2 separate regions of the Rattus norvegicus genome follow, and region 1 is linked to region 2. The links are chromatin contacts, called in public Hi-C maps. All regions are on one chromosome and are shown on one strand. Each heading gives the region's core, a stretch centred on a gene start, on an enhancer-like site or on the middle of the called end of the contact. The rest is flanking DNA. Distances are from core to core; before and after follow the strand shown. Region 1 has its middle 62 kb from the start of Ppp2r2b. Region 2 overlaps Ppp2r2b (protein phosphatase 2, regulatory subunit B, beta).

Region 1 (4,742 bases), core at 354-2,853, 170 kb before region 2:
ATCAGACCTAGGAAATGGTTGTATAGATGCCACACAACTCTGCATCTAGCCACATACAGTGACAAATCCTAATCTCTTGACCTAGAGGCTCTACTGTGATTTCAGATAATAAAAATACTCACCACTTGCAGTAGATACCTACGGTCATCAGATGCACCAAGACTAAGCAAACAGCCTTTGGGGTCTGAAAAGCAACACAACAGATTATACCAAGTCTCAAATAGGAAACTTTACCAGAATGTACGTTGGGTACTTAGATCCCAGAACTGGAAAGGAAGCTACAAATTGCCAAGGATTCAAGCATCACTCCCTGCCACATGCCAAGTAAAATTCTCCACAGATGCTTTTGAGGGAAAGAAAAGGGCATTTATATCTGACTTTAGTATAGCAAGCAGAAAGCTGAAATGTGCACTTGGGGGAGTTCTGCCACGCTAGCTACGGGCTAATTGTATGTTCTTTTATGGAAGACTGTGGCTTAAGTGGCTGCAGTTTAGAAAATGGAACACTGGAATAAAAAAAAAGCTTCTCAATGAATCACTTTATAGAGTCCCTGTGACTAATAGCAGGGTTGGCTCAAAAACTAAAAGGTGGGGGCTGGAGAGATGGCTCCACGGTTAAAAGCATGTGCTGCTCTTACAGAGTGCCTGGGTTCATTTCTGAGCACCCATGAGGTGGCTCACAACCACATAATTCTAGTTCCTTGTGATCTGATACCCTATTCTGTCCTCCCCTGTTACATGTCCACAAATGTTAAACATGAACTGATGGCAGGCACACACACACACACACACACACACACACACACACACACACACACACTCACACAGTTAAATAAAAACTAAAGAGATTTAAAAAAATAAACTCATAGCAAACCAGATGTGAGAAATTTCACTCACTCGGCCTTCTGGTCACCCTCATTCATTGCCCAGAGCCAATATTTGTCTAAGTTAAACATTACTGGTAGAAGCCCACATGACACGCCTTGCCTATCCCAGAGATCTCACGGGCAAGGGGTCACCTATGATAACAAAGCTGAGAGTGCCTGCCTTAGTGTTCTCTGCACCCTAAGAAAACAGGTCCTCTGACAGCCCATTCACCATTGTCTCTGCAGGTGCTGCAGCCTGGAAGCTCCATAAGCAGCAGCTGCAGCTCCCTGTAACCAAGAGCCTCTGGGTTGCGAGCAGAGCAAGGTGGTGAGCATGCTGCAGTTGGATAGCACCCAAAGAGCTATTGTAATGCAGACGGCAATTTCTGGCCCCGTTCTCCAGAGTTAGCTGCTTTCCAAAACAAAAATCTGTTTGGCAGAAAGAAATGTTTGTTTTAAAATGAAATCCATTTGGTTAATAATTATCCACCCAGTTTTAGGTTGCTTTCCTGAGGTCTGTAAATAATGTTGCCTGTCCCAGTGACTGACTAGAAGTGGATTTACCCTTGGAGGAATGAATCTACAAAATGTATTTGAGTCTTGACTTCCCTGTTTGGTAATAGTTGCACCTGACATTGTCTCTTTTTCTACCTGCATTACCCAATGGCCGACTGTGCAGAGAGCACTGAATCAGATGTTCTTTGGGGGTGGGAGGGAGTCACCTGGGGCACCACAGTGCTCTGTGTTGGCCTGACTGGAAAAGAGATTCCACAAGTATAGCCTACCTGCCTTAGAGGTCAGATTGTTTATTTGGGCAATTGGGTTTTCACAAATCCTAAACTGCCCACTGGCATGTTTGTCAAAGCTGCAAGCTGCACGGGCACACTGAGTGAAATCCCAGATGCCCATCCTACGCTGGTTCGCAGCAGCCCTACAGTGAAAGCTGAGCTGAAAACCCAGATCTGACATTTCTTCTCAGCATGTCACCAAGATACCTTTCTTTCAATATCTCCTTGCCTTTTGTTTAAAACAACAAAAATGTTCTTTTAATCTTGATAATTATCAAGAGATAGGAAGGCAGGGATGCTGGGTTGAAAAAAACCTTACTGATGAACAGTTTTCCCAGGTACTAACACCTTGAAACATGCAAGTCTCTAACTGAGTCCACAGAGCTCTCTTACTGATGTGGGTCTTCCTTTTGGGTCACTGGCCACAATTCTGTCTTCTCAGGATATATCAGGTTCCAAGCAAACCATATAAAAGCCCAACTAAATAAAATCTGGTACAGGTCAACCTTGAAAATAATGTAGAAAGGCTAAGAATGGCACTGTCATTTAATCTTGTAATTTCTCTGAACCTTTCAAATCATTTTGAGTTTCTCTAGGTTACATAATTTAATAATGAGACAAAAACAAGACTGAAATGTACGGTATTTTTTCTTCTCTTTCTCCCTCTCTCTGATCTACAGCTTGATAATTCCCTTTTCAAACCCTTCCCTTCAATTAATGAAATGGTTTCCCACCCCACTCCCATCCTGCCTCGAGACAGAATTGCCATGGTTACCTGGGTACCTGTTCTCAAAGAATATATGTAGTACAATTCAGCTATTTAAACGCCTCAGTGTGTTACACTTAGGAACGGTAATGAGACCATTATGAAACTCCTTGTAGTGAAAATACCATTGACGTTTCAGTTTGAGATTAAAACTTTAATTTGTATTCATTTGCTTATGTAAAGAGATAAGGAAGAGGAGGCTGCTCTCTGAAGTTAAATAGCAAATCACTGGCATAAACTCACATCCATCAAGACAAGGCATTGATTGGCACTGCCTCTCTTAGAACAGGGGTTGGTGTAGAATCACTCACTGACCCAGTGGACACCGTGTAAAGACTGGTGCTCCTCAGTCTTGAGTCTCTGGGAGGCCAGGGGGAAGATGCTTGGGAATACTGTCTTCATTTTATCTGAAGACATTGTGTGATGTGGAACATCTCATGTGTCCTTACAGAATTTCCCTGGGGAAAGGCTGTCCCAGTCTGTGCTTAGGCTGTTTACTATTTTTTTTAAAATCACATTGTGATTACTGCCTCTCCAAGGGGTTCTTAACTCAGAGTCCACTCTAAAAGGCTCTGAGATGGTCTGCGAATGAACTGGATGTCTTTGCTGCTTGCAAGATCCATGTTCATCAGTGCTGCCCTTGATGAGAATAGAGTCAGGGTTAACCGTACAAAGCCATTTACTTTCCCAAAATCCATAGTCTGTTTTCAGGAGAGAAAGGAAGTGGTTTTACCAAGAATGTATAGAAATTCAATTAACTCTGCACACTGAAGCTGAAAGGCTGCTCACCGTCAGATCAGCCTTGCCTTCCTGAACGCTCGTTCTGTGAAGTAATAGACAGCTCTCTATTAAAGAAACCTGATCTATTGAAAAGGTGAACAGGAATGTACTGAGTTTCTCCATTTATAGTCCCACTTAACCCAAATGTTTAGAATAAGTAGTAAAAGAATAAGTAGTAAAAGAAGGTCTGGATTTTAATTCTACACCCCACCCACAGTCTTCAAGGGTCAGGATTAAGGATGAATACATTCATCACACATACGACCTTGTGTCTACTCCTCAACACCAAGAAAATAGACTAAAAACTTATAAAAATAAAATTATTAAGCTGTTAAACAAAATTATGGGTTTGTAGTCATTACCTTAGAATAGTGAAGAATGAAGATTTAGAATTTCTAGAAGAACATGCTTTTAGACATTCATAAATCTTAAGTTTTAAAGTTATATATTCTATTGGCAATTCTAATCTATAGGGAAAAACTAGAACGCTTACATATTATTGGTGAGAGTAAAGTTAATATGTCCTTTGTGAAAACAATTTGATAAAATATGTTAAAATGGACATTTTTTCATGTGGTCTATAAATGTCTATCCAAAGCAGGTAGTTTCCCTAGCATGGTATGCCCCAGAGAAAGGTAGAAGGAGGGAGGACGAGGGGAGAGGAGAGATGAGAGGGATCACAGCAAACTTTATTGTCATCTGAAGGAAACGGTACACATCTCCAAATATCTGTATTCTAGAATTTGGTTTCTTAAAGAAAACAAAACAAAAAATTCTTGAAAAATATTTGCAAAGAAAGTCTGTTAACATGAGCTTTGGAAAAGGAGAAATTTAGAGCATTTTTACTTTCTTCGAAATTTTTAGAATAAACATACATGATTGCTGCATTGAAAGCAATGCAAAAAAAAAAAAGAAAGAAAGAAAACAATGCAATTAGTCCCCCAGGAGCACGTGTTCAAGTCCTAAGCCTCAGTGCCTCAGAACATGACCTTAAGAGTGGAGTCTTTACGGGGGTTATCAAGTCAAATGACGTTCTCATTGAATGAGGGCAGCCACTAACCCAATATGACCGGTGTGCTGCTAAGGGAGATACATGGGAAGAAAGTATGACCGGGGAGCCGAGGCTGCAGTGGTATGTGTACAAACCGAGACACGCCAGCCGCCCCGGTGCTAGAAGAGACAGAGAGGAATTCTGTGTCATTGTGGCAACCAACCTTCCAGCACCGTTACAAATTGCCTGTGAGAACAGAAGGAGGAAGGTTATCCGGGCTCACTTTTAGGGGTGTCAGTTCATGGTTGACTAGCTTCATTGCTGTGAGGCACAAGGCAAGACACAAGCATTGCAGAGGAACTATGAGGCAGAGAAAGGGTATTCACATAATGTCATCCACAAAGCAGAGGAAGGGGAAAGACATACTCTTCAGGTCATGCCCCTGGTGGCATATTTCTTCCCATGAGACCCTGTTGTCACCTTTAATTTGGACCTATAGCTTCCAGAACTGTGTGGGCTTCTCTAAGTTCCCAATTTTGGCTACTTTACTAC
Region 2 (5,099 bases), core at 1,513-4,012:
AGACTTAAAATTAATGAAATATTTTTTGAAGTGAATTTGGAATGAGTAAAGAAACCAGTGGAGGGTCAGAAGACTATGGGGAGAGAAAATATGAATGAAGTATATGAATATATGTGTGAAAAATGACCAATTTTGTTCAGCATGATTTGGATCAACACTACTTATGAGACCTTCAGTATTCTAATCTTCATGCCTTATGCAAAATTAGAGCAGGTGAAGAAAGCCTTATCCTATAATTTTCTTAAACCATTTTAGTGCTAAACGATAAAATAATGGATCTTCAGCCATACTTAATGAGGTCTACTTTGAAGACTAAGGAAAGAATCCTGCTAGTCTAAATAAATACATATTAAGCCTCTACCACATGCCAAGCTATTGAGTATGTTCAGAAGACACTTAAATGGTCTGTTTGTGCCTGTTCTCAGTGTAACCACAGAAACTGAAATCTATGAAGAAAAAGATGAGACTAAAGGTTTAGGAAGGATTATATGATCCACACTTGGAATGTTTACTGTGAAGACTGGAAGATGGAGGAAACAGGACCCTGATAGAGGTGATCGCAGCAGGGTACTGTGGGATAAGTAAAACTTCTCTAGCCCAAAGAGGAGCTTGAGTGAATTGTGAATGGCTCTGAAGCGATCAGTGCCATTGTTGATTGACTGACTTTCTGCTCCTAAAGTGCCCTTAAACTCAGTTTAGTTTTCTGCATTGACTAAGTCCCTTTTCCTTGAGTTTCACAGGGCTAACTTAATTAGTGTCTCTGAAGCTTTTGGGAATCTTCAGGTGAAGTCAGCCAACCGAAGGGAAGTCAGTTGTTCATTCTCATGGCCTTTCCAGTATCTAATCACACATGGAAAATCTCGCGAAAGATTTCTTCTGAGAAGCAATGTTTATTTCATGGCTCTGAGGCTCTGGGGCTTCCTGGAACAGCAGTGTATGGAAAGAAAAGAGGATGACGTCAACATAGAGACAATAATGAACTTAGATCATGAGGTCCTGTGTCTTACTGCAGCTGCCGAGTATGAGAGAAGCTCAAAGCTTCTATACTTAACTCAGCCTCTGCCTGAAAGCATCTAATTAAAAGTTTTCGAATAAAATCAATAATGTTTGGCAGATAAAAGAGCAGATGGCTTAAGGAAGAAACTGAAAGGGCTGCTTTAGGGAAGGAAGCATTAGGCTTTTATTCTGTTGGCGGTAGGGGCAGGAAGAATTCCTGTGGGAGAGGGCAGAAACCAGAAATAGATGAATAGGCAGAGAAGAGAGTCAGGATTAGGCCTTGTCCTATCCTAAATGTAGCTTGGAAATTTAAGTTTAAATGCTTCTAGAGCAGTCAAATGAGACACCCACTCACTGTCTCTCCAACGAGTGAGTTCCATCAGCCTCCTGCACTTATTTTTGTTCATTCTGACTTATTCTTGTGTCCCTCTACACACAGGAAAAGGCAGCAGCCCTTCATCTCACACTTCATGTTCTCCCTCAATCTCTCTCCCTGTCAGATCATTGTCCCCCTGCAATGTCCCTCACTTCCCTAAACTGAAGAAGCGATTTCCCCTTTAATGGTATCCACTCATGCTGTTCCCTCTACTAGAATCACACTTTTCTGTATGTTTTGGATGACTGGACTTTCACATCCTAAAATTTAAGAAAACTCTCCACACTGGGTTCTTCCCGCTAACTCTACCTCTGCATCTCACCCTGGAACACTTCAGTAGGTTGTCTCTGATTGGGTTTCATCTCCGTCCTTCACTATCATGGAAGTCTTGTGAGGAGAGAACATACATTTGATGTATCCCAAGAGCCTAACACTGTGTCCAGCAGATAGCTGTGTAACACTCTGAAGACATGATGCGCGTGTCCTGTCCTTCTCCAAATCGCTCATAGTATCCAGTGACCAAGCACAAACTATGTCCCAGCCTCCCCATGTAACATAGATTCACTGTCTAATTCACATGGAAACACAGCACTTCATGATTAGTCTCAGACTCACCTTTCAGAAGAGGAAACAAAGATATTGGGTCATTTAATAGGCAAATAGTTGGTCACCTAGAGATTTGGGTATAGGAGTCCCTCTAAAGCCTCCACAGTTGCCCTCAGCCTTCCCGTCTCCCTGCAACAAAGACTGGTATTTACATTTGAGTTCATGAAAGAAACTCATGCACACTGCAACCCAGGGAAATATGTTTAAACATCAAATCCACTACAGTGCACTGTAGCACCCAATGGTGGTGTATTCAATCACAATCGCTGTAATGTACTCTTTTCTAAGCCCAGAAAGCTGGCCAGTGGCAGGATCAGTTAGTATGTCTGCATCTGACAGGAAACCAGAGCCATCTTGCAGGTGCTAAGGGCCATCAGGACGTCATCAGATAGGATAACTAGAGATTCCTCTGCAATTCATGGTGCAGTGAACAAACGCTGACGCACTTAGTGGGGTATAAAATGCCCTGTGTTATTCTGGAACTTCTTGGGGCAGTGGCCAGTGTTACAGAAAAGCCACTTCAGGATTCTGCAGAAGTGTTAAATCTACCCAGTAGTCAAGGAAAAGAACTGCTTCGAGTTTGATCCTTCCCGTCACCCCGGAAGCTGAACAGGAATCTCTTCTTTCCCTTGGTTTCCACAACCCTGGTTCAGAGATTTGCAAATCTAAGTGCACAAGCTGCTTTTAACTGATATATGAAAGGGATTTTTGAAATGAATGTGCTGTGATTGGATTTCTGGTCAGTCACCCAGAAGGTATCACGAAGCTAAGCTCTGGACCCAATTCCACTGCAAATGCATAAGCTTTGGCGCCTGCAGCCACTATAGCCACAGACAGGGTGTTTCATATTCCCTTTACATGATGGAGACCCCAGGCTCAAAATGGAAAAAGAGCTTAGCATAAACCTAAAAGAAATCTAATACAAAGTAAATTTTAAAAGACCTTGTCTACGACCTTACCTGAAACATAACCTCTTTAGTTCTAAGCTACCTGATAAAGCCAGAATCTGTTAATACATAACTTGGCTATTTCAATGGCCTTGTCACTTTCAAAAGAACTAAGATGCCCTTTGGAAATGAGAATGTTGCCAATTGGCATTATTCAAATAAAGGTCTCTTTGACCTGCTTCAACATGAGATAAGAAACATGAATAAAAAATAATCACTTATTGTTTGTGACTTGTGCTAAGGTGACTTTTAAGGTGACTGACAGGATTTGGCTTCTCCAAGTGGATAGGAGAGCCCCACTGATAACCCTGTTTATGATTAAACAAATTTGCTAGGCAACCTTTTTTCTGGGAGATGATCAAAGTTGCGCCCCAGCCTTTTCTCCTTTGCCAGGAAATATGAAGTACAATTTTACATTCTGTGTGTTCCTTTTTTTTATTATCTGACACTCCATCAATAATACCAAAATGAAGGCCACACAACAAAGTTAGAACCAATCTAATCTTCATCCCTGCCTTGCCTCCTCAGAGGTAACCAACTGTGCTTACCTCTGCACATCTTCCAAACCACTCTCTGCACGTGTGCCTTTGTGTATGTAGGTCTTCTTAGCTTTATAAATTTGTGTTTATATACATCATGTATTCATTATTGATTAATCAGTCACTACTACAAAATTTAGTGTCTTGAAATAGTAAACATCTCTTACCTCACACATTGTTTGAGAGTGTGGATTCCAGGGATGACTAAGCCCTGGGTGATTAGTCTAAGGCCTTTCTGGAGACTGCAGTCAGGCTAGAAGAAAGGACTGTATTCTTGAACAGCTTGGACCATGGAGGAAGATGAGCTTATATGATGGCTCACGGGCACAGTTCTTGGAGGGAATTGTCATTCCTGGATCTAGGTTGCCATGTAGGCCTCTGCTCAGGGCCTCTTGATTATTCTTGGCAGGCTGCCTCTAGAGGAAAAGATGGGCCATCATGAAGGAAACCACAATGTAACGCCTTTTTATGACTCTACCTTGGAAGTAGCACATTATTCTTTCTGCCATATTTTATTCCTTAGAAATGAATCAACGAGTCTAGTCCACATGTGCAGGGAGACCAAGCAAGCTCTATATCCTAAAGGAAGAAATATCGAAGAAGCTTGGGCTTCCTCACGTGACCACATATGGCACACCAAGCACATGACCATGCACTTTGCTTTTTCTTCTCTAATGTGTCTTGGATCTCCATGAAAGCCCATGTAGGTCAGCCTGATTCATTAGAACTACTGAGACCTATTTAGTTACACCCCTCTTTATCAATACACATTGAGACTGCTCTCAGATTTTTCACTGGTACAGATCAGACTGCAGGAAAGGACTTGTTCATACCTCATCAGTGCATAGGCTAGAGTTTCTCTGGCAAAAAAAAAAAAGCATTCAAATAAAATTGCTGAGCGCATTCGTTTATTCACTACAGCTTGCCTTGCTACTTTTCCATTCACAACCATTCACTCACCCTTCACTTAACACTCAGAGGGACTTTGTGACAGAGCCCTGTTATGCAAACTAGCTTGGAGCCTTATAGGTGATTTGGCCCTTTTCAAGCATGAGCTGAAAATTATTCCGTCTGGCACATGGTCTACTAATAATTACAGCCTCTTCCCCACGACTCTGCTTGTTTTAAGCAAAAACTCCAAGAGCTCACTCCTCTGGAGATAAGGAAGCTCAACTGCTGTTTACGGAGGACTTGGAGGTTCACAGGTACAGGGTGCCCCAGGAGAATCAGGTTGATTAGTGTTAATTCAAACCACTTCCTCTTCGTGGTAGCAGCTGAGAAGTCACATGCACAGATGGAGCCTATAGGTCTCCGTGGGTAGAAAATGCTATTTTAGTTGCAGCTACTTCCAGTCTTTGGCTCTACCTTTCCAGAAAGTACTACTGATACACAAAATCACTGAATTCTCTGAAACGTCTCCAGTTACCATTTGCCTTTCATTTAAAACTTGGAATCCTCTAACTTTCATACATTCAGGCTGCCACCTAGCCCTGCCTGGTAAGGGTCCTTAGACTGTCAGTAACTTAATAGTAGCCACTATGGGTGCTGGGAATTGAACTGTGGTCCTCTGGAAGAGCACCCAGTGTTCTTAACCACTGAGCCACCTCTCCAGGCTCCTTCATGTAAAAAAAGCTG

Evidence for each region. A called contact is a pair of places that touch in the nucleus more often than the background predicts.
Region 1: a contact with region 2 is called in a Hi-C map of liver, with 3 times the contacts expected there. The contact joins two enhancer-like sites. A contact is called at or near these places in 2 of 12 Hi-C or Micro-C datasets (kidney and liver).

Annotation. Positions count from the first base shown.
Region 1 is chr18:35,224,207-35,228,948 of GRCr8, reverse strand. It overlaps a transcript of Ppp2r2b not described here. Among named protein-coding and RNA genes, the nearest start is that of Ppp2r2b, 62 kb to the right of the region's middle. Within about 2 kb of position 1,603, at least 14 of the 93 cell types and tissues checked have an H3K27ac peak or open chromatin away from gene starts, as enhancers often do. A contact at or near this core is called in liver, where this site is marked.
Region 2 is chr18:35,059,179-35,064,277 of GRCr8, reverse strand. All of the region lies in intron 1 of Ppp2r2b (protein phosphatase 2, regulatory subunit B, beta), which reads left to right. Among named protein-coding and RNA genes, the nearest start is that of Ppp2r2b, 100 kb to the left of the region's middle. Within about 2 kb of position 2,762, at least 2 of the 93 cell types and tissues checked have an H3K27ac peak or open chromatin away from gene starts, as enhancers often do. A contact at or near this core is called in liver, where this site is marked.